2 separate regions of the Mus musculus genome follow, and region 1 is linked to region 2. A link is a contact called in public Hi-C data. All regions are on one chromosome and are shown on one strand. Each heading gives the region's core, a stretch centred on a gene start, on an enhancer-like site or on the middle of the called end of the contact. The rest is flanking DNA. Distances are from core to core; before and after follow the strand shown. Region 1 has its middle 16 kb from the start of Gm45938. Region 2 overlaps Gm35279 (a long non-coding RNA gene).

Region 1 (3,269 bases), core at 415-2,914, 130 kb after region 2:
GATGTCCTTTGGCATTGCTCAGCAGGCTGGGAGCAGGAGGACAGGAAATGGGTGGAATGTAACAGCTGCACACACAAATGTCCGTAGCTGGAGATCTCAGGAGACTCTGTGCATCTGACTCCCGTCCTCAGTGAATGTTCCAGTTACATGATATCATTTCTTCCCTTTGAAGATCATTATGAACCTTGGGCCAGGAAGAAATGCCATAATTTGTCACTGAAATGTGTGGTGCGTAATGGAGAAAATATGGAAAGGTCTAAAACTTCAACAGTGCCTAACACGAGGCTGGGGAGAGGGCTCGGGCAGTCCAGTGCTTGTCTTGCAAGTTCAAGGACATGAACTCAACTCTCAGAACTCACATAAAAGAACTGGGTGTGGTTGCATGATTTTTAAAATCCCAGCACTGGCGAGAGGAGGAGACGAGCAGATACCTAGGGCTTGCTGGCTAGCCACCCTACCCTACTCAGTGAGCTCCAGGGAGAGACTCTGTCATAAAAAACTGAAGGGTGAACTCAAGAGAGGTGGGCTGGCAGTTAAGAGTAGTTGCTGCTCTTTCTAGAGGACCAGGTTCAGTTATCTGTAAATCACATGGTGGCTTATAACCTTGGTAGTTCCAGTTTCAAAGGATCTGATACTGTTTTGTTTGCCCATGTGGCCACCAAACACATGTGGTGCAGGAACACACTCACTCATATACATAAAATAATTATACTGAAGGGGAAAAAAAATCAAATTTTAGCTGGGCAGTGGTGGTACACGCCTATGATCCCAGTGTTCAGGCAGTAGAGGGAGGCAGATCTCGAGGCTAGCCTGGTCTACAGAGTGAGCTTCAGGACAGCCATGGCTACACAGAGAAACCCTGCCTTGTAAAACAACAAACAAAAAACAAACTTTAATATATTAGAAAGATAAAGTTGGACTCTGCACACACTGGCAACCACATGACTCACAAATACACACATACCAAAGATGAGCAATTAAAAATTTAGTTACTGGGGGCTGGAGAGATGGCTCGGAGGTTAAGAGCACTGACTGTTCTTCCAGAGTTCAATTACCAGTAACCACATGGTGGCCATAACCATCTGTAATGAGATCTGGTGCCCTCTTCTGGTTTGCAGACATACATGCAGGCAGAATACTATCTACAGAACAAATAAACCAATCCCCCCCCCCAAAATTAGTTACTGACTAGCATTGCTTCAGATCATAGTGTGTATAGATGGTATCAATGCCCACTTCATATTCCAGTCTGTGTAACGAAACACTGATCCTCATGTTCTTCTGTAGGTAGATCTTATCACAGACTATCTAGTGTCAATCATTCTCTAAAACAAAATGCTCAAGAAATTGAACTAGAATTAAAATACCTGGGCTCCATTCCAGCTTTGTCACCACCGATGTGCCCCCCAAGTCATCTTACCATTCCTTGGCCTTAACCACTCGTTTGTAAAATAGGAAACTAGATGAAATCTCTCATAGCCCCAATGTTATTACATAGTCCTACAGTTTCCGGCCTTCCTTTAACAAAGATTTTTCTCTGTGAGTGCTGTCCAAGTTGGACACTAGGGGTCACGTTCAGATAACCACTCACAAACACATCTGCCTGTTTCCTCAAGAGAAGGTCCCGAGCAGCTAGAGGATGCGCAACCTGCTTTCTCACTTAAAGGACTTTGAATGCTCTGTGCTGTTTCCCTTTCCGTTCACTGGGCTTGAGGGCGGGGCAGGAAGCCAGGCTTCTCCATCAGCTTTTCCTTTGGGTTAACGTTATTTTCTTCCTTTCTCACTGTGATCCCCAACTAGTTCTTCAGTTGTGAGGCAAATTATCAATCTCAATGATTCATGATTTGCCTCTACCAGTACTTCTTTGCTAGGTAGGCTGGCCCCAAATCAGAACACCTCAAAGACAAGGAACAGACAAACAGCCTCCTTTGTGAAGACTGGCTTCTCACTGAATGGTTAGCAATTCTTGTACTGCGTGGTGCTTCTGAGGCAAGCGGGTTTCTGAGTTCCTTGTAATCTTGTTTTACTGATCTGAGCATTCCTCTGTCAAGCATAGATCCCCATTTGTCCTCTTTCAACAGTTGGTCTTGGGGTAGTCTTACACGCGTTCGCGACCGGCCAGGAAAGACGCAACAAACCAGAATCTTCTGCGGCAAAAGCTTTATTGCTTACATCTTCAGGAGCCAGAGAGCAAGAGCGCAAGAGAGCAAGAGAGCAAGAGTGCAAGAGAGCAAGAGAGCAAGAGCTCTATTGCTTACATCTTTAGGAGCCAGAGAGCTTTATTGCTTACATCTTTAGGAGCCAGAGCGCAAGAGTGCAAGAGAGAGAATGGTGAAACCCCGTCCCTTTTAAGGAGAATTATCCTCCGCCTAGGACGTGTCACTCCCTGATTGGCTGCAGCCCATCGGCCGAGTTGTTGTCACGGGGAAGGCAGAGCACATGGGGTGGAAAACTACCCTTGGCACATTCGCAGATTATTTGTTTACCACTTAGAACACAGGATGTCAGCGCCATCTTGTAACCGCGAATGTGAGGGCGGCTTCCCACAGGGTAGGTGGGCAATTCAAATGAAAATTAAAATGATTCACCATTGTAGGGAAAGGATAATTCAGTAAGCCATTTCCACGTTTAATAGCAATGCTTCGAAGCATCTCTATGGTGCTGCAATCTCGAAGTGTTTTCATGTGTATCATTTCCTTTCATAATCACTATGTGTCCCTTCTCCACCCTCCTCTCATCCTCCTTTGGAATAAAGGCCAAAAGGGACACAGAAAAGACAGAGGGGGATGGTAGGCAGCCTGGGGAGCAGAGTGAAGCTCGTCTTGGCAGTCTGGGTTAGTGTCTTGGCTGCATCCCTCGGCAGTCACATATTGGCATGACACACCCCTATGTTTGGATGTCCTTCTCTGAAAAACTGGCTCTGAATACCTCCTTTTTGGGTTAATGGAAAGATGGTCTTTTTGGAGAACCAGCCAGTCTCCATCTTAAGCTTAAGAGTCATCTTATGTTAAAGACAAAACAGGTTCATTCCATTTAAGATTGAACCTCTATTTTCTCAAGGATTGGGCTAGAACCTTAACTACAGATGTTTCTGTGCTCTGTTCCAGGAATGACAATCACGTGTGTGTTTCATGAGGTTGTTGGCGAACTTGTTGTGGTTGTGTTCTGCTCCTGTAACCCCACCTATTTCCCCTGTCAAATCCCTCATTTGGAATTCCCTTACCCCTGAACTATATAAAAGGCTCATCTGTCTTCCTCACATCTGTGGC
Region 2 (3,379 bases), core at 458-2,957:
GACAAATGCCTTACTGAACTGGGGAGGGCAGGCAAAGCGGACAGGCTGCCATAGCTCTTCTGGATTCTCTGACTATGGGCCACTCACCCCCAGGAAGGGATCATGGTGAGGTTCCTTTTGTGGACCTCATTGTGGTCATTCTGTTTAATTCCGTGCTACATAAGGAAACACATGTTCCATGCCTAAAGGCTACTCTTTGCAGGACTGGTCAGTAAGAGAGGAGACATTTTGATCTCCATCTCTCTGGCTCCGTTGACTCTCTCAGTTGGTCTTTGAGTGGGAAGAAGAAAAGGTGTAATATATTACAGTGAATAAAACAAGAAAGCTTAAAATCCTGAAACAATAGGCTTAAGGTAAGATACCCATTAGAGTGTTCAAGAAAACTAAGGAAAACAATCTTGTAAATTTCATGGCTAAAATGGGGCTGTCTTGGTTAGGATTTCATTGCTGTGAGGAGACATTATGACCAAGGCAACTCTTTTTTTTTTTTTTTCTTGAGACGGGGTTTCTCTGTATAGTCCTGGCTGTCCTGGAACTCACTTTGTAGACCAGGCTGGCCTCGAACTCAGAAATCCGCCTGCCTCTGCCTCCCAAGTGCTGGGATTAAAGGCGTGCATCACCACGCCTGGCCCAAGGCAACTCTTAAAAAGGTAGACATTTAATTGGAGCTGGCTTACAGTTTCAGAGGTTCAGTCCATACTCTCATACACACAGCATAGCTTGAGCATAGGAACTCAAAGCCCACCCCTGCAGTGTTGTATTTCCTCCAACAAGGCCACACCTCCTGATAGTGCTACTTCCTATAGGCCAAGCATATTCAAACCATCATAGGGACTAACCTAAATTCTTCTTTATCATTTAGTAAGTCATTTAAACAGTTGATGTGTGTACTGTAAGATTATCTTTTGCCTGTCCATGCTTCCTCCTCCAGACAGACTGGATGAAGGGAGAAACATCTTTCGTCCCGACAACCTTCAGGAACTGTTGCTGGGTTAGTAACTAGGGCAATGCCCACACCTCACACCCCGAGGGTATAAAAACACTCACCTCTCCTTGCCTCTTTTCTGCCCCAGGTCTTAGATGAAGTCTGGTGTCTGCTAGCAAGACACACAGCATACTGACGGGACTGATGGCCAGCGTCCTAGAGACCCCAGAGACTCCAAAGCTGTTTCAGACCCTTTGCTCTGAGCCCAGAGTCCAGGATCGCTTTCCCCCCCAGACTCTTGCTTCATGCTGCGTGATGCTTCTCCTGATTGCGGCATGGATTCTACACTACCATCCACCTGTGGTTAAAGTGCTGCTTAAGTTACAGGATCTTGTGATGACTGAAAGGTCATGGTGAGACAATGAGAGATAAAGTCACAAAGATACAATGGGGGTAGATGCAATATTAGCTTAGAGCAGAAAACTCAGCCTGCCAGGCACGGATGTCCTCAGGAGAACTATATGACACCCCGACAGGGGAGGGTGAAAAGAGTGAGAATGGAAGAGGAGGACACAGGTTTCGATCCAGGGACTCTGGGATCTGGGGCATGGAGACAGGCAGAGTTTGATTTAAGTAACTTTCCAAAGCCTTGCAAATGGAAATATCTGAACCATTCTTCTTGATTTTGGCAAAGAAGAATTCAAGAACAGAAAGAGGCAGGATTGGGCGGTACCCTCTCTGCTGTGGGGACCGGTTTAGCTCTTCCCCTTTTGACATTTCCGTGGTTGAGAGGGAATCGACACCCTCTTCATTCCTGATTGGCTGAGGTCAGTTTCCCTCTCTGCCTTCCTTCCCTGTGTCCCCATGACTAGTTTCTCTAACTTCACCAGGTCGGAGCATTCAGCCCCTGTCTGGGAATTGCCTATATCTTGCTTTGGCTAATCTGAAAGCTGGGTCACTGGTCTTAGATGACCTGAGGGTGTGTGCTCAAGAAATTAGATTATCTTTGTGCAGAGTAAGAACATAATAAAGGAATTAACTTTGGCACTGGGCACAAGGCTGTCAGTCCCTGATTCGGGTTCTTGTGAGTCGGATGTAATTTTATACAGAACAGAAAAAGACTGAGATGAAAAATCCAAGAAAATTTTAATATTTTGAATTCTGGTTCACATTTTATAGTAAAACACTAACTAAAAAGCAGTTAACCTGCCCCCCTCAATACATTTATTGTAAATGGATGTAAAATGTGATGCAAAATGCATCTTTTTTTCTCTTACTACATTAAGAGTGTCCTAGCTAAGCTAGGAGCAGGGCAGTGGGAAAGGGGCAGTAATGGCTCACACCTTTAATCCCATCACTTGGAAGGCAAAGGCAGACAGATCTCTTTCAGTTTGAGGTCAGCCTGGTCTACAGAGTGAGTTCTAGGACAGCTAGGGCTACACAGAGAACTGTTTGAAAAACCCCAAACCCAAAACCAAACCAACCGAACAAACAAAACAACAAAAAGAGAGTCTAGCTAAGCATATGGATTAAAATAAGAGTTACCCAAGGTCAGATACCCTCAGAAGTCTGACACCAGGAAATAAATGGAGACCTGTCAGACATGGAAGTGGGCACTTCAAACCCCTGTTCTACACTGTCTTTCCTCAGTTGGTCCCAAAGGGAGGAAGAAGGAGGAAGGGAAAGAATGAGCAGCTACGTGGAGACATGAGATCACAAGATGAAATCGGAAACTATATCTAAGTAAGAACAGGGAGGGGCTCCAGGCCAGAGGATCTGAATAAGGAAGGCACAGTGGCTTGATTTAAAAATGTCTGAATGTGTAGTCTAAGGCTTTAAAATGATTTTTACGGGCACCTGAGGGCCACTGTGCATTTGATCTTGATTATGTAATTAATGGATGTAAGGGGATGTTTGAGTCAACATTCCAGAAAATGGGATCAGAGAGCCCAGCAGTTCTGCTGCCCAGAGGCTCAAGAGTGGGAGAGTAATAGCTTGAGTGGATGGAGAGGGAACAAGAGGAAGGGATTATCTGTGTAAGAAGAATTGGCAAGGATTGGCTCAGGCTGGAGGAGATAGAGCTCTGAGGGAGCCTGACAATGGCTGAGCACTGATCATGGTCTAAACGGGTTCCCCTGCACCCAGGGAGAAGCTCAGGTTCTCCTGTGACCTCTGACTCGGGTGTGAGCCTGGCTCTTACTGTAAAGGGTAAGCAAGCTGGCTTGCCTCCATTCATAGATGCTTGGGGACAGAGCTGGGTCTCGCTCCAAGTGTCTGGCTGTGGGCTCCGTGCTGCTTACTCTCCACCCTGCTTCTTCATGACCTCTTTTACTTCCCTGTGACATCTTGTCTGAGCATCATAAGATTCAAGACCCAAGGGCAGTTTTGACAGAATCATGGCTGTGGATCGGTGTTGCCAGCAAAAGGCAGCAGAATTAAGACTTGAACCCAAGT

Evidence for each region. A called contact is a pair of places that touch in the nucleus more often than the background predicts.
Region 1: a contact with region 2 is called in a Hi-C map of bone marrow-derived macrophages, with 1.6 times the contacts expected there. The contact joins two enhancer-like sites. A contact is called at or near these places in 4 of 484 Hi-C or Micro-C datasets (bone marrow-derived macrophages and embryonic stem cells), 5 of 115 datasets of contacts at active chromatin or transcription factors (embryonic stem cells and kidney) and 1 of 9 other capture datasets (embryonic stem cells).

The regions. Positions count from the first base shown.
Region 1 is chr13:99,125,112-99,128,380 of GRCm38.p6, forward strand. No RefSeq gene overlaps it. Among named protein-coding and RNA genes, the nearest start is that of Gm45938, 16 kb to the left of the region's middle. Within about 2 kb of position 1,665, at least 71 of the 459 cell types and tissues checked have an H3K27ac peak or open chromatin away from gene starts, as enhancers often do. A contact at or near this core is called in bone marrow-derived macrophages, where this site is marked.
Region 2 is chr13:98,995,509-98,998,887 of GRCm38.p6, forward strand. Gm35279 (a long non-coding RNA gene) reads left to right here. Exons shown (of 5, transcript XR_873855.1): 2 at 932-991; 3 at 1,074-1,338. Among named protein-coding and RNA genes, the nearest start is that of Gm35279, 3.0 kb to the left of the region's middle. Within about 2 kb of position 1,708, at least 43 of the 459 cell types and tissues checked have an H3K27ac peak or open chromatin away from gene starts, as enhancers often do. A contact at or near this core is called in bone marrow-derived macrophages, where this site is marked.